Linked DNA regions of Capra hircus: region 2 is linked to region 1. A link is a contact called in public Hi-C data. All regions are on one chromosome and are shown on one strand. Each heading gives the region's core, a stretch centred on a gene start, on an enhancer-like site or on the middle of the called end of the contact. The rest is flanking DNA. Distances are from core to core; before and after follow the strand shown. Region 1 overlaps FOXO3 (forkhead box protein O3). Region 2 overlaps FOXO3 (forkhead box protein O3).

The links. A called contact is a pair of places that touch in the nucleus more often than the background predicts.
Region 2: a contact with region 1 is called in a Hi-C map of blood, with 3 times the contacts expected there. The contact joins two enhancer-like sites. A contact is called at or near these places in 2 of 5 Hi-C or Micro-C datasets (both in blood).

The regions. Positions count from the first base shown.
Region 1 is chr9:28,817,368-28,820,945 of ARS1.2, forward strand. All of the region lies in intron 1 of FOXO3 (forkhead box protein O3), which reads right to left. Among named protein-coding and RNA genes, the nearest start is that of FOXO3, 97 kb to the right of the region's middle. Within about 2 kb of position 1,709, at least 3 of the 5 cell types and tissues checked have an H3K27ac peak or open chromatin away from gene starts, as enhancers often do.
Region 2 is chr9:28,905,026-28,908,603 of ARS1.2, forward strand. The region is part of intron 1 of FOXO3 (forkhead box protein O3); the gene reads right to left. Among named protein-coding and RNA genes, the nearest start is that of FOXO3, 9.2 kb to the right of the region's middle. Within about 2 kb of position 1,891, at least 2 of the 5 cell types and tissues checked have an H3K27ac peak or open chromatin away from gene starts, as enhancers often do.

The sequences.
Region 1 (3,578 bases), core at 459-2,958:
AGCACAAGCTGTCTGAAGACAGAGCAGAGATTAAGAATAAATACCCTTTGATTCACTTTTTATGTCAATATTCTCTTTTACAAAATGATTTATACTGAAGCAAGGCCTACTCTGGGGCAGAAAAAAACAGGTGTAGGTAATTAGCAGCAGAGCTGCCACAGCTGTCCTGAGTGACTGCAGCTGTCATTGGTGGCCTAGCCCTTCAAGGAGGGGTGTGCAGGTGCGTGGAGGAGGAAGGTGTGCTGACATTTCACAGTCACACGCGCTCACATTTTACAGTCAGGCTGATTGGCCGTGTGGTCCAGAGCCTAAGGTTCCCTTGGCTTGGCCCTCTTTGAAGAAATCAGCATAAAGATGACTATCCTCATCCGAATTTGGTCATTCTTGTTCGTGCTATAATGAAGACAGTGTTCTAATGCAAGACACGTTTATCCCTAATGCTAAAGTGCACAGCCATTACATTTATGCCAACTGGCTGTGAAGACAGATGGACCCCAAACAGATTAGATTAGATCAGGTGTCATAGAGAAGCTGCCTGAAACAAGTAAGTATTCCACCAATATTTACGAAGTGGGTAAATCACACATGCAGTTTTTTAAGGTGGCCAACGGAGGGAGGTAGGCTTCAATGTCAGCCAGGTCGGAGCTAGAATAGTGGCCTAGGCGTGTGTCCTGTGACCCTGGACAACTGAGCCAACTTCAGTTGCCCCTTTTATAAAATGAGAATAAAACCACCCTCTCTAACTCTAGGATCTTTGGGACAATTAAATGAAAGTATGCATGCAAGTTACTCATCCAGTGCCAAGCACAAAAGCAGCTCTCAACTGTCAAGATTCCACACACGGAAGCAGTGACATCGAAAAAGTTCACTTACTGTTTTCTGAGCATCATATGCTTTAAACCAGATGAGAGGGCGGCTCCTTTCAGGAAAAGATTTCAAACTTGTAAAAGTATTTCAAAGTGCCGTGCTGCTCAGGAGTAGCTGGTAATTTCCCAACTGTTGCTACCCTGTGTCCGCTCCAACCCCTTCCAACCCCTTCCAACCCATGTTTACCTTGTAAAGACTGTCCACTAACCCAGACACCAGCTGCATGTGCTTCCCCTGGAATACAGAGAGGGTTTTGTCTGGAAGCAACATGTGGTATCAATTTATCTTTCTCAGCAAGGGCAACAAGGAATCCACTGACTTTAAAAATAAAAAGGGAGTTGTGTAATTTAACTCTTAAAGGCCTCTACCTTACTCAGTCACTTCCTTTTTTTGGTTATCTCAAAATGAGTTATGGTTGTCAACTCTCAAGCCAGACCCACTGATGTCCACCAAGCAGACTGCAGGCAGTGCCCTGGTCCTCATGAGAGATTTCAGTGGGGATGATCTATAAAGGACTGCTTTTAAATCCAGTGCTCATCTATGCTGCACACAGGACCAGTATTTCAAGTAGGTGTCCTTGCTTTGACTTGTCACTGATAGTTCAGAATGGGACTGCCAAAGACCTGAATTCTAAAATATGTAACTGCTGAACAGTTGACAAAGGTCATGTGAAAAACCCAGTGGAGACCCAGGGAGCTGTGCACCACAGCACAACAACGCAGAGACAGGTTCGGGAGAGATGCAGCCTTTGACTTTTGATGATAGGCTCTTTCAGAGGCAGTTCTCTGGATGATGCCCTGATTTCTCTTAGGTATCAGTTCTCCACCCTGGCTGCCTCTTCCAATCAGCTGCGGAGGCTTTAAGCACTCAGTCGTGGAGACTGGTGTGAGTAAGCCTCGGGGAGGCACAATATGAAAGCTCCCCAGATTATCAGCTCAGAGCTGAGAGTCCCTGGAATTTCCCCCTTACGTTTCTGCTGGCTGAGACTCTAAGCTAAAGATTCCTAGTCTCCCCAGGTCTGATGACACAGCACAGCAGATGTTCTTTAAGCCCAAGTTTCCACCATTTAGAAGATAGGATGAGAATCGGGCTCACAGATTAAAGCTGTGTTTATACGCAGGGAGTAAAACGGAGAGTTAGAGCGATCTATCAGATCACTGGAGTCCAGATAGGGTTTCTTCCTAAAAAAAAAAAAAAAAAAAAAAAGGTGGGGGGAGGAGTTGAGAGGGAAGGGTCCTTGACCTTGCACTGCCTTGTGGACAGTCATCCATCCTGCCCTGTGCCACTTCTCCACCCGGCATGGATAAGCATGGACAGAAAAGGGGCAAGAGGACTTTCCCAAAGGTAGTAACTGATACAGGCCACAGAAGGGATGGGCTGGGACTGTAATTGATCCCTGTAATTCTCAGAGCTCTCCCTGAATTAGCAATGCAACCTCACATAATCCCTTTTATAAGAGACTGTCCTTCAAATGAAATGCCAAAGATAGACTGCATAAAAATAACCACTGAAAAGGCCGTACCCCAATCCTGAGATATTTATTAGCTTCCATTGTTAAGAATACAGCAAAGTATTACTTAATGAACTCCCTTGAGATCCAAAGCACATGATTTTAAGCAGATCATCTCAAGAACATTAATAACAACCACACCGTTTCTCCTTCCTCGACTGTAGGAAACACGACGTCGCTGCACTTGGTGCAAAGACCCTGGATGGAGGGAGGTGGGGAGTGGACACTGCAAAGGGCCAAGAAGGGCCCATGTGAGGGAGAAGAGTGAGGGCTGGGCCTTCTCATTAGACAGTAGACATTTAGCTGGCTTGCCTTTGTCTACTACATTTTATGGACTTTGGGGCTAATTTGTTCAAAAGCAAGTACACAAAGTATGACAGCATAAAACAGACTTGAATTCAGAGCCATTGTTTCTGACTATATGGAATACCAACTATAATAGCCTTTCAGACACAAAAGAAAAACATTCATATAAAGGATTGCATAATCAACCCTGATGTGTAAGACAAGTTCCAGGCTAGTTCCACTCTTACCTTTGTCTAAAACACTAAAAGTTTAAGCCATTAAAGGACTTATTTTTAAAAGATGATGTTCTAAAATAAACATTGTCGGGAATTTGTCTGAAGGATTAAATTTCCAGCTAGAAACAAGATTTCCGTTAAATCTGCTGACAATCCTCTACCCATAGAGATCTTTGGAAAACTAACATTTGTTTCAAGTTTTCACACAGTAAGCAGTAGGTTCCGGTTCCTTGTTTGGAGGAATAAAATAATAACAACCTGGTGATCAGTAAAATGAACCCATTTCTTACCCAAGACAAATGAGACACATGAAGCTTTCTTGGGAAAAGAAAGGCTTGGCAGACAATTTGCTCTTCCCCTCAACTGAACAAGAAATCCTAGATGGGAAGAAATTTCTCTTAAAGAGCTACTACGCTATTACAGACAGTTTTGTTGGGTTTTCCAGTGTGGGTTTTATTTTCATATTAATTTTTATTTTTTTCATTTAGCAATTTTTTTTCAAGCCCTTCCACAGCTGTTTCTGCTCTTGGAGGGCAAGAGGGAACATTCCATTCCTCCCAGCCAAACCTGTACTTCCGGCACACAGAGAACCCTGGCAGCCTCGCACCCTCTGCCCACACCCACTCCCCTCAGCAGCCTCCCCACCCCCAAACCCCTCCGGCTTCCGCACGTCCTCCTTC
Region 2 (3,578 bases), core at 641-3,140, 88 kb after region 1:
AACAGTGGTTTACTAAAGCAGCGTCCAAACAGAAATAGAAATCCCCAAATTAAATTGCTCCACTAAGAGCCCAGGCACTGATTGGATTCTTAAAATTATTCACTCAGACAAAATCAAAGGCAGGAGCCTAAATCATGGGTCTCTGTCTACTCCCCCTCCAACACAGAGAGAGGTATCAGTTACCCTGAGTCAGCCACAGTCCAGAAGATAAACATTCAAGACAGCATTCTGAAAGATTAACATCAGGACTGATGGTAATATATACGAAGAATGTGGCACATAGTAGCAACTTTTTCAATGGCAGCTATTTAATCTTATTGTTGTACTCACCGCCAGGCAAAGTCCCACCACACTCAGGAGGCAGCAAAGCTTAGCAGAAAATGTTGACATTCAAAGAAACCTTCCTCTGAATCCCAAGCATTAAACTTCTCTGAACCATTTTCTTGTCTCTAAATTGGGTTTATACTTAAATGCTTAACATGTAGGATCAATATTAGATGTAAAAAATCTACCTGAGTAATTGGCCTATGATAGTGTTCGATAAATCATAGCTACTATTATTATTATTATAACTAGGCTTCAGAATATCTTGTGTCAACTCCTCTTTCTATTGTAAAAACCAAACTGTGTTTCCAACTGATTTATAATCCTGGCTCCCTTTTCCCAAAATACTATTTTGAAATACGAGCATAAACAGATGCAATTCTAATTCTGAAATACTTCTGAACAATTCAACTCAAACACCTTCACGGTACCTAGAAAACACCTGTTGCTACTTGAATGAGGACTACCACTCCATGCTCCTTCAGGACGGCTGGGTTTTGCGGACATAAATGTATACAGAGAGGATGGGAGCCTGAAGGCTCAAGTGTTGACACTTTGAAAGGGCTTTAACCAAGCACAGGAGGAGCCAAGGAGACTCCAGAGAGATTCTGATTATCCTTACTGCCACCATGGACGGCAGTGAATCTGATGGGGCTCTATTTTCTCAAGCCTGACTGGGATGGGGAAAAGAGAATTCTTCAACCTTCTCCTTCCGCTGAGGACCCAGGCTGCTCCCTCCCTGAAAGACTATCGTAGACCAAAGCTCTCAGCTAGACCTTGGCCTTAAACCTCAAGTCCACACTCCCCAAGTACAGCCATTCCACCAGCCTCACGAAGTAGAAACTGAGTAAGCAGAGTGGGAGGGTTAGGGAGGGTGCCCAGGATACACGCTAAACGGAGGGTGGAAGGCTCGCTGCAGCAGTTCTCACTGGGAAATCAGGGGAATTCACACCTCCCTTCTGTGCCTCACAGCAGGATGAAGAAAGAAGAAATTTAAGTTACCAGAAAGTAGCCTAGGAGTGATTAACATTTTAATTTTAATCTAAATATAAATTTGGAGGGAGAGGGCAAAATGGGTGAAGCGGGTCAAAAGAGACAAACTTCCAATTACAAAATAAGTCAGTCCTGGGGATGCAATATACAGCTTGGTGAATATAGTTAATACTTAGGTATCTGAAAGTTGCTCAGAGAGTAAATATTAACAAGTTCTCAACATAAGAAAGAAAAAGAAAAATGTTAACTAGACTTACAGTGATGATCATTCTGCAACATGTATAAATAGCAAATCTTTATGTTGTACACTTGACACTAATAATGTTGTTACATCAATTATATCTCAATTTTAAATATAAAACCTTCTTTTCCTCTTCTCCTCTATCTGCAACCCTTCATGTTCCTCTCTTCCATCCCTGTGCTCCTGTGTGTTTCCTAGGGCTACCATGACAAATTACTACAAACTTAGGGGCTTCAAACAATAGAAACATATTCTCTCACAGTGCTGGAGGCTAGAAGTCCACAGTCAAGGTGTGGGCAGCACCATGCTCCCTCTGAAGGCTGCAGCGGAGGGTGCCACCTGGCCTCCAACCAGCCCCTGGCGCCCCCAGCAATCTGGCGCTCCTTGGCTTGTGACTGTGCTGCCCCACCTCCTGCCGTGGCGTCACACAGCCTTCTCTGAATCTACCATGTCTTCTGCCCCCCTCATACGGACACCAGTCACTGGACCCAGGGCCCACGTGAATCTGACATGACTCCACCTTAATATAACTACCTCCCTCCAGAGAGATCCTAGTCCCAAGCAAGGTTATGCTCTGAGGTTACAGGTGGACCTTAATGGGGGGGTTGGAGGGGTACTATTCAACCCACTACAGCTCCCAAATTAAAATAAGCCGCCACCACCAGAATACGGGGCAATGTGAAGAGTGCGACAATCTACAGAACACAGAACTACAGAACTTTAGATTACAAAACTGCTAGCAGGTCCATGCCTGCTAAATCTGAATTAAGAATAATGGAGGTTCTGCCTTTCTTTCACCTATAGGAAAGTGACGTCTTGGAAAACATCAAGAGTCTCAACCAAAAGAGCATTAAAACACAGAGCCCACTGATCTTGACACACTGTGATGTGTGCTATCAGGTATAGAAGAACATTCACATGTTTTCAAGAGTGAAGTACTGCGACTCCACTGAAAGTGGCTGATTCATGTTGATGTTTGGCAGAAACCAACAAAATGCTGTAAAGCAATTATCTTTCAATTAAAAAATAAATACATTTTTAAAAAGAGTGAAGTAGCAAAAATATGTGAAACAGAGGAGGAAAATTTTCAGTTAGAAAGTCTGTAATTATTTGAGGATGGGAATTAGACCATAAGTCTCAGAAGACCAAAGTTCCTTTTTTAAAAAGTTATCTTAGGTTTCTAAACACTCTCTCCTCCAAATTATCCTTTTCTAACAATGACATAAGCCTACATGGAAACATTATATATTACAGATTTTTTTTTTTTTTGGTGTTTTTAACCAAGGTATTATTTTAGCTATGTGGGGAAAAAAACTCAAGATCAGTTTAAAGACATGTGCACTCCCTCTGCTGGCTCTAAATTTAAAGAAAATTCTCAATGGCTGCAAGAGCCAAGTTATTAATTTCACTAGACATCCAAAACACAAGAAAAAACACGATGCGAATTCTCCCACACATGCACACTCAAAAGTCTTCACAGAAATAAATAAGAAATTACAAAACACATACTGAAAACTGTCAAAGGCATCTGCTGGAATTATTATGGGTTTCCTTTTCCAAAGGAAAGCTAATGCATTTTGTTTGTGTGTGGCAGGGGCCACTTCCCACCTTGGCCTTTCCCCCTACAAGTGAGCCACAGCTTCCCTGCTCTAAGCTCACCTCTTCATTGCAGAATGGGGGTGCATTTGGATACCCAGGCATGGTGAGCCCCCAGATGATAAGCTGGCTTCTTCACTACACACAATCATGAGAGGACCAAATGAGTGCAAGTACCACAGGCCACCAGAAAACTTCATCTACTTGACTTTGTACCGTTATCTCATAGTAGGGACTGACATGCTGCAGAGAAAAAGTCTCAAGATTAAAATATCCCAAAAAGGTCCAAGTGAAAACACACATTCTGAGGGGGGTGCGAAGCCCAGCTTGAAGCATACTCCATACATTTGTATTTCATCAGAAAGGAGTGATACATCACAATATTCTACAGATGCTTGCTATTTTACTTCTTTTTCCAACTGGG